Linked DNA regions of Mus musculus: region 2 is linked to region 1. The links are chromatin contacts, called in public Hi-C maps. All regions are on one chromosome and are shown on one strand. Each heading gives the region's core, a stretch centred on a gene start, on an enhancer-like site or on the middle of the called end of the contact. The rest is flanking DNA. Distances are from core to core; before and after follow the strand shown. Region 1 has its middle 14 kb from the start of Gm31601. Region 2 has its middle 9.8 kb from the start of Gm31656.

Evidence for each region. Hi-C and Micro-C count contacts between places; a contact is called where the count stands out from the background.
Region 2: a Hi-C map of cerebellum shows a contact between it and region 1, with 1.6 times the contacts expected there. The contact joins two enhancer-like sites. A contact is called at or near these places in 2 of 484 Hi-C or Micro-C datasets (cerebellum and cerebral cortex) and 2 of 115 datasets of contacts at active chromatin or transcription factors (craniofacial prominence and forebrain).

What each region holds. Positions count from the first base shown.
Region 1 is chr5:35,144,797-35,149,460 of GRCm38.p6, forward strand. No RefSeq gene overlaps it. Among named protein-coding and RNA genes, the nearest start is that of Gm31601, 14 kb to the right of the region's middle. Within about 2 kb of position 2,210, at least 25 of the 459 cell types and tissues checked have an H3K27ac peak or open chromatin away from gene starts, as enhancers often do. A contact at or near this core is called in cerebellum, where this site is marked.
Region 2 is chr5:35,302,775-35,307,438 of GRCm38.p6, forward strand. No RefSeq gene overlaps it. Among named protein-coding and RNA genes, the nearest start is that of Gm31656, 9.8 kb to the right of the region's middle. Within about 2 kb of position 2,862, at least 10 of the 459 cell types and tissues checked have an H3K27ac peak or open chromatin away from gene starts, as enhancers often do. A contact at or near this core is called in cerebellum, where this site is marked.

The DNA.
Region 1 (4,664 bases), core at 960-3,459:
TCTAGCCAGCCTGCTTGTCCCTTTGCACCAGATATTTGCCAACCACTGAATCCAAGTGACAGTCAGACAGGCACAGTTGGGTCCAGCAGAGCCTGGCAGACCCTTGATAGATGCCTGAAGGCAGGGTCTGGTTAGACTAGATCTCAGGCAGGGACTGAGCCAGCCTCACAGTGAGGACAATTGAACGTGGGAAGGGGCCAGGTGACCTGGCCTCCACCCAACAGGAAAGCAAAGGTGGCCAAGTGGGCCGCAGTTAAGTTTATCTCACCAAGAGGGTTCTAGACACCAGGCAGGCCAGAAACTGAGGCCAGAGGGAGCCTTCCCTGCAGAGTGCTATTCAGCAGGAGTTCTGTGACAAGGTATGTCTAGAGTGGTGACCGAGCTCCTTGACCTCCTGGCTGCAGCTGGTCACTTCTATCCTTAGACTCACAGCTGGGTCTTCAGAATTCATTCATTGAGAGAAGCCTATAGTCTCCTACGATGTGGCCTCCAAACCCCTCATGGTCCAGGCCCTATAAGGACAAGGGACATGTGACCACTCACCAAGGACAATGAAGAATAGGGGCCCCAGAGCCAACTGTTTCATTATGGTGGCCTGCTAGGGTAGCTGCACATGCCAGAACCCAGAGCTCTTCTGGGAGAGCAGTGGAGGTAACAGGCCCCTCCCTGTCTACCCCTCCTTAGCCATGACCTTAAGATAAAGGTCTTCCCAGCCTCCCAGAAGCTCCTAAGTCTGGTCCCTGGCCCCCATAGCCTTACCTTAGGCCTTGGGTCCCAGAAAACCCTTCTTGTCTTGTCCCACAGAAGGTGACCAGAGGACTTGCACCAGGAACTCACTGAATGTCCACAGTCACCCTGCTGGCAGCATGATCCCAGCTGACAATGCTCTGTCACACTCACACTCTGAGGGGCTCTATTGGGGGCCCTGGGTGGGGGAGGCAGGCTACTGCTTGATCTTCACCTCTATCCACCAAGGGTCAGTTTCAGTGTTCCCTGGGGACACCAGAAGCTCAGCTTCAGACCAGCCAGGATGTAGATAAAATACTAATTGTCTCCATTCCTACCTCCTGAGTCCAGATCCCCTACTGGGGTGTGTGCATCTGAATGACACAGGCACTCTGCGTTTGCTTAACATGAGATAATGAGACAGGAATCCTCTGTGCTCAGAGACCCAGAAGGGATGGAGCCTACAGGTGCTGCAGAGGTGCCCCAGCCCCACCCACAGAACAGAGATGCTTTCAAAACACATGACCAATGTCTTCCATGCTCCCATGTTCTCTATGCCTCCAGGGTCCAGGCTAGTAAAGGACAGAGAAAGAAGCCAGGATCCTGAGACACAAGCAAGTAAGTAAGGGATTGAGAGAATGAGGCAGGGCTGAATAAATGAGAGAGTGAGTGAGTGATGGAATGAATGAATGAGTGAGTGAAGGAATGAATGAGTGAATGAGTGGGTAAGTGAAGGAATGAGTGAGCAAGGGATGAGTGAGTGAGGAAATGAGTGAGTGAAGGAATGAATGAGTGAATGAGTGAGAGAGTAAAGGAATGAGTGAATTAAGGAATGAGTGAATGAGTGAGTGAATGAATGAATGAATGAGCAAGTAAGTGAGTGAGTGAAGGAATGAGTGAATGAGTGAGAGAGTAAAGGAATGAGTGAATTAAGGAATGAGTGAATGAGTGAGCAAGTGAGTGAGGGAGTGAGTGAAGGAATGAGTGAATTAAGAAATGAGTGAGTGAATGAATGAATGAGCAAGTAAGTGAAGGAATAAGTGAATGAGTGAAGGAATGAGTGAGTAAATTAAAGAGTTAAGGAATGAGTGAATGAATAAGGAGTAAGGAGACCTAAGAATGCAAAGCCAAGGTTTCCAGAGCCTGGGCAGGGAAGGCAGAGTCAGCCTGTGCCCAGGAGAGAAGTTTTAAGTTTCTGGGCCTGGGGAGCCATGGGGGGCTATGGGAAAGCACATAAGGCCACCCCATTGGAAAAGGTGACTACTGAAGGTGGGTGGAGAGGGAGGACAGGACCTAGTTCACCTAGGTAGGCTAAGGCAGCTGATCTGGCAGCCAACGGAGTGCAGATGGTGAGAAGCGGGAGAGGGTCCTCCTCCATTTGTATCTGGTCCTCCTGCTTCCCTGCTGAGAGTGGGCATGCTTCTGATCTGTGTGGTCAAGGAACAGAGGGACCAATGTCCCTGTTCCCATGTGGGTGGGCTGGCCTGAGCCAAGGCTGTCTTTCTGTGTGCCTGTATGCCACTGTTTAGCTGTTTCTGCATCTAGCACAGCCTGTGTGATGGGGGGGAGGGGAGAAAAAGACTTGGGGTTTTAGATGAATGAATGGAGGCACCATCTCAGGATCCTGCTTCCTGCATGAGCTTCATGGGAAGTGCTGCTGTCTGATAAGAGGTGGGGCAGAAGGGAGGGCTTCTGGAGACAGTGTGAAATGGCCAAGGTGACACTCTCCTCCAGGGCTGCAGCCAGCATGTGCAGGCCTCTGAGAACCGCTGGTGTGTCCAATGAGCTGTGCCCTGCCTGTGGGCACTTACCCAGGGCTCTGCAGCCTACTACATCAGACAGGCTGGGAAGAACTGTCTAGACTGGGTTTGACTGCACAGTTAGGACAGACTGGAGGCTACAGGAGGATCTGTTTGGGCAGAGAGCCAATGGAGAATGGGGTGAGCAAGGGGGGGGACTGAGGCTTGTCGAACAGGGGAGCCAAACCCAGGCCAGAGTATTCTGGAGCCAGGTGGGACCTGCTCTGCCCAGCAGCACTGCCTGCTGGGTGGAGTGAAGACAGGTCAGTGGAGGGTGGGGGATGTTGCTTCATGGAAATCAGCAGACAGAAGGCACAGGGATCCTCAGCCCTTGCTCTGAGAGCCAATTGTCAAACATTTATCATCACTGAGCACTGGCAGGAGCCAGCAAGAAACACAGCAGCTATCTCAGCTACAGGGTGTGAAGATCACACCAACACAAATAGACACAGACAGACAGACAGACAGACAGACATATGCAGACACAGAGATTCACCAAGATGCACAAACTCCCACAGAGACATCCTGGCACAGGTTTACCACACACACACACACACACACACACACACACACACACACACACACACACCCTTGCAGATATAGCCACACACATGGGCAAGACACACAGATATGCTCATGTGCACATGAAGACACACCAGCACACACTCACACATTCACACACACCCATGTGGAAACACAGAAACACACGAGCAGTTGAAATTCAGCCATTCATCCGGACTCCTTTAGCCCTCAACTCTCCCTCAGGAGGGGTTCTGACAGCCAGCCAGCCCTTCAGAGCTGCCTGGATTTGGCCCCATTCATTGACCAAACAGATAACATGGGCAGATGGATCTCAGCTTCAGTCTGGACGTTTGATGGGCACATTGCCAAGTGTGTCCTTACACATGAGCCATTTATCACTTATGCATGGTCTATTCTGCCTCCCACCCCCCTCCTGTCCGTCTATCCTCCCATTCACTGTTCACTCATCATTCAATCTGTCTACTCCTAGCCACTCGCCATCTATCCCATCACTATTCATCCATCCATCTGTCTATACCCCACCATTTACATATTTCATCCTCCCTCATACCGATCCCTATCCAACCGCCAATCCTTATTTTTTGAATTCCACTACCAGGAATGACCCTATATGGGTCTGGAAGGAGTCCATATTGAGCTTGCTGAGTTGTGTTGGCTCTTAGGTGAGTGTGGCAGGTCTCTTGATGACCTTTCCAGACCAGAGCCAAGTCTAGAGCTGCTCTGCAGAGCCCTCTTTGCACTGTGTTACTGCACCAAGGGTTGGGTGTGACAGAGGAGGGGCATGGCCAAGGTTGGAAAGTCTGTCGGGTGTGAGGGCCAGGAAGAGAATGGGAGTCACTGAACCTTCTTTTCAGTTGAGGCATTTCCCATGGGAATGCTTCAGGCACCAGACCCAGGGGCTGAAGAGGCAGGCAGGTCAGAGTGTAGGTTAGAGAGATGGATGCTGAGGTAGAGAGAGGGGTCCTCAGAAAGTGCCAGGGATGTGCCAGTTAGTTTTTTGTCAGCTTAGCACAAATGTGTCACCCGAGAAGAGGAAGCCTCAGTTGAGGAGTAGCCTCCATTAGATTGGTCTGGAGGGGGCACATCAATGGGGACATTTTCTTGATTAATGACTGATGTGGGAGGGCCCAAACCACTATGAATAGCATCATCTCTTGGCAGGTGGTCTGGGGCCGTATAAGAAAGCAGGTTGTGCAAGCTGTGGCGAGCAAGCCAGTAAGTAGCACTCCTTGATGGCCTCTGCTTCTGTTCCTGCCTCCAGGGTCCTGCCTCCATCAGTTCCGGCTCTGATGTCCTTCAGTGATAGATTGTAACAGGGAAATGTAAGACAAATAAACCCTTTCCTCCCACAACTGGGTCAGTGCTTTGTCACAGCAATAGAAAGCAAACCAAGGCAGAGGCCTGGCAGGGAGACTTCCTGGTCACAAGAAAAAGGACCTTGTAACTATGGAAGCATTGAGTCTATGTGAACTGGGGAAAGAGACCCTCTTCTGTGGAATAGGATGCTCTGGGAGACATTAGGCTCCCCAGCGTCATATTTTACATGTGGGGAAACCCCAGGGTGCCCTAGATCTCAGGACTTGGGATTATCTTGCC
Region 2 (4,664 bases), core at 1,612-4,111, 160 kb after region 1:
CCGCGCTATGCATCTGGACTGGAGAGGGAAAAGGACCCGGTCAGGAAAGGAGATTTTATCTTAGGGGCGTGGGATAGGAACAAGCTGAAGTCGCAGGAATCGGGAAGGAGGAAACACAGAAAACAACAAACTGGAAAACAGAAAGATGGTAGAGAAATCACCAAAACCAGCTTTTAAAAGACCAATAACTCAGATAAGCCTCTCGTGATGCAGAGAAACAGAGAAAAGGGACAAGTTACCATAGGAAGGCAGTGGTGTCATCAGGATAGAGCTGTAGGAAGCCCCGACTCATCATGAACAGATTTGCATTGGACTTAGTTCTTAGATGGCCTGGGGAAATTCTTCAAAAACTTAAGAGGAAGTGGAGATCCTGAAGGCTCCCATCAAGTCAGAGAAGCTGGACTTCCAGTCAAGCCCCTTCCCACAAAGAAAATCATAGGCCCTGGTAGATTTACCCGTGTTTGGATGATAAACAAAAATGAGCACCTGTCCTACCAGACTGGCATCTCATAAAAGGAGAGCTTGGGAATCGGGCTCTCTACAAAGGCAGCGTGAGAAAACACAAGCAGAGGCCAGTACCTGCCATTAATCTAAGTATGAGAGAACGCCAGTAAGTCAAATCCACCAATATTTAAATACAGCATAGCAAAGAGTTTATCACCAGAATGCAAGGTCAGCTTAACCTCCAAAATCAACCAGTGCCAGACACCACATAGTCAGACAACATTACAAAAACCACACCATCTCCCAAGATGCAGAAAGAGCCCTGGACTTCCTATATCTGGGAAAACAAATAAACAAACCAAACCTCTCAGCAAATCAGGAGCCAGCGACTTCCTCAGCCCAGTGACAGGTACTTAGGAAATGCTTGTGGCTGGTGCCACAGCTCATGGCAGAATGGAAGATTCTGTCCCCAGGACCTGGAACAAGGCAAGGTTGAAGTCCCCCCATGACTGCTGATCCTAAGACAAACGGTCACTGCTCCTGCCACCTTTCAGCCCCAGTCCTGGCCACTGTCCTCATCTATGACACTGACTGCCACAGGTTATCGTGGGCAGTGTATTTCCAACTATGCCGTGGGATCTATCATTTGCCAGTGTTTCTTATGTGGAGCAGTGCTGAGTACCCAGGAAGTACTTATACATAGCAGAAAGTCAGGGGATCTGGACAGACCTTAGTCCTCATCTGTGGAGAAGTTGAGAGGGGTGGGTAAATGAGATGCATGGGAGTGCAGGGTAGAGAGAGGTCCCTTCTGCTGAGAGGGCAGGGAGCACTCTGTGACTGATACAGTGCTCACAGTCACATAGGAAGCACTGTAACTGACAGAAACGAGGGGACTCTATGCGGAGCTCTGTGAGGGAATTGTGAGGGGCCCAGGACACCTCCCACAAAGGTGTGGCCCAGGCTGGCCATTCTGGATGGACATTCAAGTTTCCCTGAATGAAGAGGGTCAACTTAATGAGCACATGAGGACAACAGCTGGCGCTGCAGTTGAATGACCAGCATTCTGCATGGTTGCTTGTCTTACCGGTCAAAGAGAATGGTCCAGTTGGTGAACTTGGGAGCAGAGCTGGCAGACTCACCAGTGAAAGGTGGGTGGTGTGATGAGTCTCACTTGGCAAATGCCCTGAACTGCTCAATCCTAGCAACAGCTTGCACAGCAGCTGCCTGGCCAGTCTAGGAGCTGGAGTGGAGATGCACACAAGTGTCTCAGGTAGAAGCTGTACTGGATTGCTTAGGGGATGTTTGTGACTTAGCCACAGCCGACAGATACACCCAGCTTTGTGTGCTACATAGCAACCTGCACCTCTGTTTTCTCAACTGGACGAGGACTGTGACAACTGCCACAGAGTGGCTCTGAAGATCAACACTTCTTAGACACAAAGCACTGCCATTAGTCCTGGCAGTAGATATGTGTGTGCACCATGAGAGTGTTTGCTATGCCACTTGCTGTTAAGATAGATGCTCAGTATACTCTGTGGATCACCCTGGCTCTGAGACAGCAAAAGAACATGCCAGTCTGGACTTGCATACAATGTTCTTCAACATGGCCAACAATGCAACTGCATTTGATAATCTGGAAAATTTCAGATGAAACCAAATTATATAGCTTGCATTTAATTGATGGGCCTTGGAGAGCTTTCATATGCTAATGTACTTCAGAGTTTTCAAGAGATTGCTGGGGCAGAGTGGGTCCTGCATCCTTAAAGCCCTGAGATGGGGCTTAAGGTATCAGAGATGAAGCAGCAAGAGCCAAGAACCTCACACCCTTCAAGGATGTTCCAATGAGCGGCTCTGCTGCCAGCTGCAGGGTAGCAGGGGAAGCAGTCCTGACCAGTGCACGCAGGGTAAGGATGTGGACGCTGGAGCCTAGCAGCCAAAAACATGGATTGAGTCCCAGAGGCCAACGTGTCAGACAAGAGAAGAGACCACAGGGTGAATTGCTCTAATTCTATGAAAAGGGAGGGCAGGGATGAGGGTTGGATGTGGTGGAAGGCTGGGCAGCTGGAAGAACTGCTCTTTTACAGATAAAGGAGAAGACAGTGATGATGACGAGGCAGGAGGCTCGCCCTGGAGGCTTAGATGCAGAGTGGGACCATTGGGGTACAGCAGGGCAGGCCAAACCCTAAGACACAACCTGGGGCTGCTGGAGTCGGAAGTCCAGCCAGCTCCATGTGCCCAGCGAGTCATTCAGGCAGTGGCTAATTGGATCTGTGAACTCAGTGTGGCTGTTGGCAGAAGCTTTTAGTCCCAAGGACAGGATGGAAATTGGATTTCGGCTCCTGCGTGGAGAGGATCCTGGATTCCTGCCTGCTTGCCCTCCTGCTGTAGGGGGCTTGGATGACGGCCTCTGTCAGGCCGATTATAAATTATGCGTCCATTTCATATGCAGCTGTTGCAGGCCAGATCGATGCCAGGGACTCGAGCTGCCCAGCTCTCTGGCTTGTAGGCAAATCTGTTTTTCCTCCCAAGCCTGGTGAAGGCCTAGCAGAAATTAGGAAGTCTTCTGATGTGGTCACCCAGGCTTGGGTGTGAGCTCTGAGATGACCACTGGGTGAGTGGCTTTGTAAAATTCCCACAACATTTTTGGCCCACAGCTTCCAAAATGTCAGTCAGAGGTTAGAAGGCTATGGGCCTGCATGTGAAGCTGGACAGCTGGTTACTGCTATCTTCTCCATTGTCAATACTGCCCGACAAGCAGCCTTTTTCAGGTAGCCTGCCATGGTCTCTCCTCCTCTTATCGCCTGTCATGCTCAGACACAGACTCTTGAGTTGCTCTTTTGGTTCTCAAGTGGGACAGTCTCCATCAGACAGAGGGAAATGCTAAGCCATAACCTTGGTAGTGGAAGGAGTTGGCCAGGAATGGTTAAGTCTTAGGGGCCGAGGAAAGGAAGGAGATGGGGGAGATGGGCTCCCTGGATCCTGGGAGCCAGGCCTGTCCCCAGCGTTCTCCGGGCACTTAGAACCTTCTGGCAAGGGCAAGACTCTGAAAGGAAGAAGCTGAGGTGGAGATGAAAGAATGTCTGTCATTAGCTGCTGCAGTGGGGTGATGTCCGTGTTCTGGGGACAGCTTTGCTCACAGTCATGGGACCTCCTCCATCCCAGGCCCTTCATTCACCAGGCCCCCACCTTTCTGATGCAGACACCATGGCAGAAGGGACCATGATACGGCCCCAGGGAGCCATCCCAGCAGGGACTGAACCCTGGGCTGCCTGTTTTACATACACTACCCTGAGGTACAGGCAGCTGTGGCTACTCATAGGGGCCAGAGCATTGCAGTGATTCTCAATTATGCAGATGGGAAATGATATTAATGTGATTAAGACCACTGTGCAGAGTGTGAGCTAATCAAACCTGAGGGCAAGCTCTTTTACCTCCCTGACCCCGACTCCTTCTCTGCTCTCAGAATGTGCGTCAGTGTTGATGGCAACCACAGAGAACTTTGTGGATTTGAAGGGACATTGAGATCCTTCTACTTATTTCCACTGAAGCTACCAGCTGCTGAGCACATACTGTGTGCCTTGGAAGTGAGCACCTATTGGGAGGCCCATAGCCAAGCAAATATTATGTGTGTTCTGTGGGAAAACACCTACTATGTGCCCTGTAACCAAACACCTACTGTGTGCCCTGTGGCTGAGTACTCACTCTAGATTCTGTGACAAAGCATTTCTTATGTGCTTTGTGGCCAAGCACCCAGCGTGTCCTGTAGTTGAGCACCCAGTGTGTGTCCTTGGGCTGAACACCTTTTATATACCCTGTGGTTGAGCACCTACTGTGTGCACTGGGACTGAACACCTATTGTATGTTTTATGGATGAGCATCTGCTTATGTGTCCTTTGGTTGGCTCAGGAGTCAGGGTAGATGTCACACCCATGCCTAAGGGTCTCATAGTCATAGGAAGTGAGATGCACAAGGGACATACCTCAATGGACAACAGAGACAAGGTGTGTAAACACCTGGTCCCATCTGTTATTAGGGTGAGAAGAGTCCGGATGGGGCAAAGTGACTTTTTCCCAATGAAACTCGGTGGCTTCCACTCAAGTGGCCTGATAGCAAAGGGGGTCCCATGCGAGACATTAGAGCATTCATTCATTTATTCATTCATCCATTTGAGATACTTTCGTCCTGAGAGGAACCCTGTCTGGGGTTCTACAGAGGAAGAG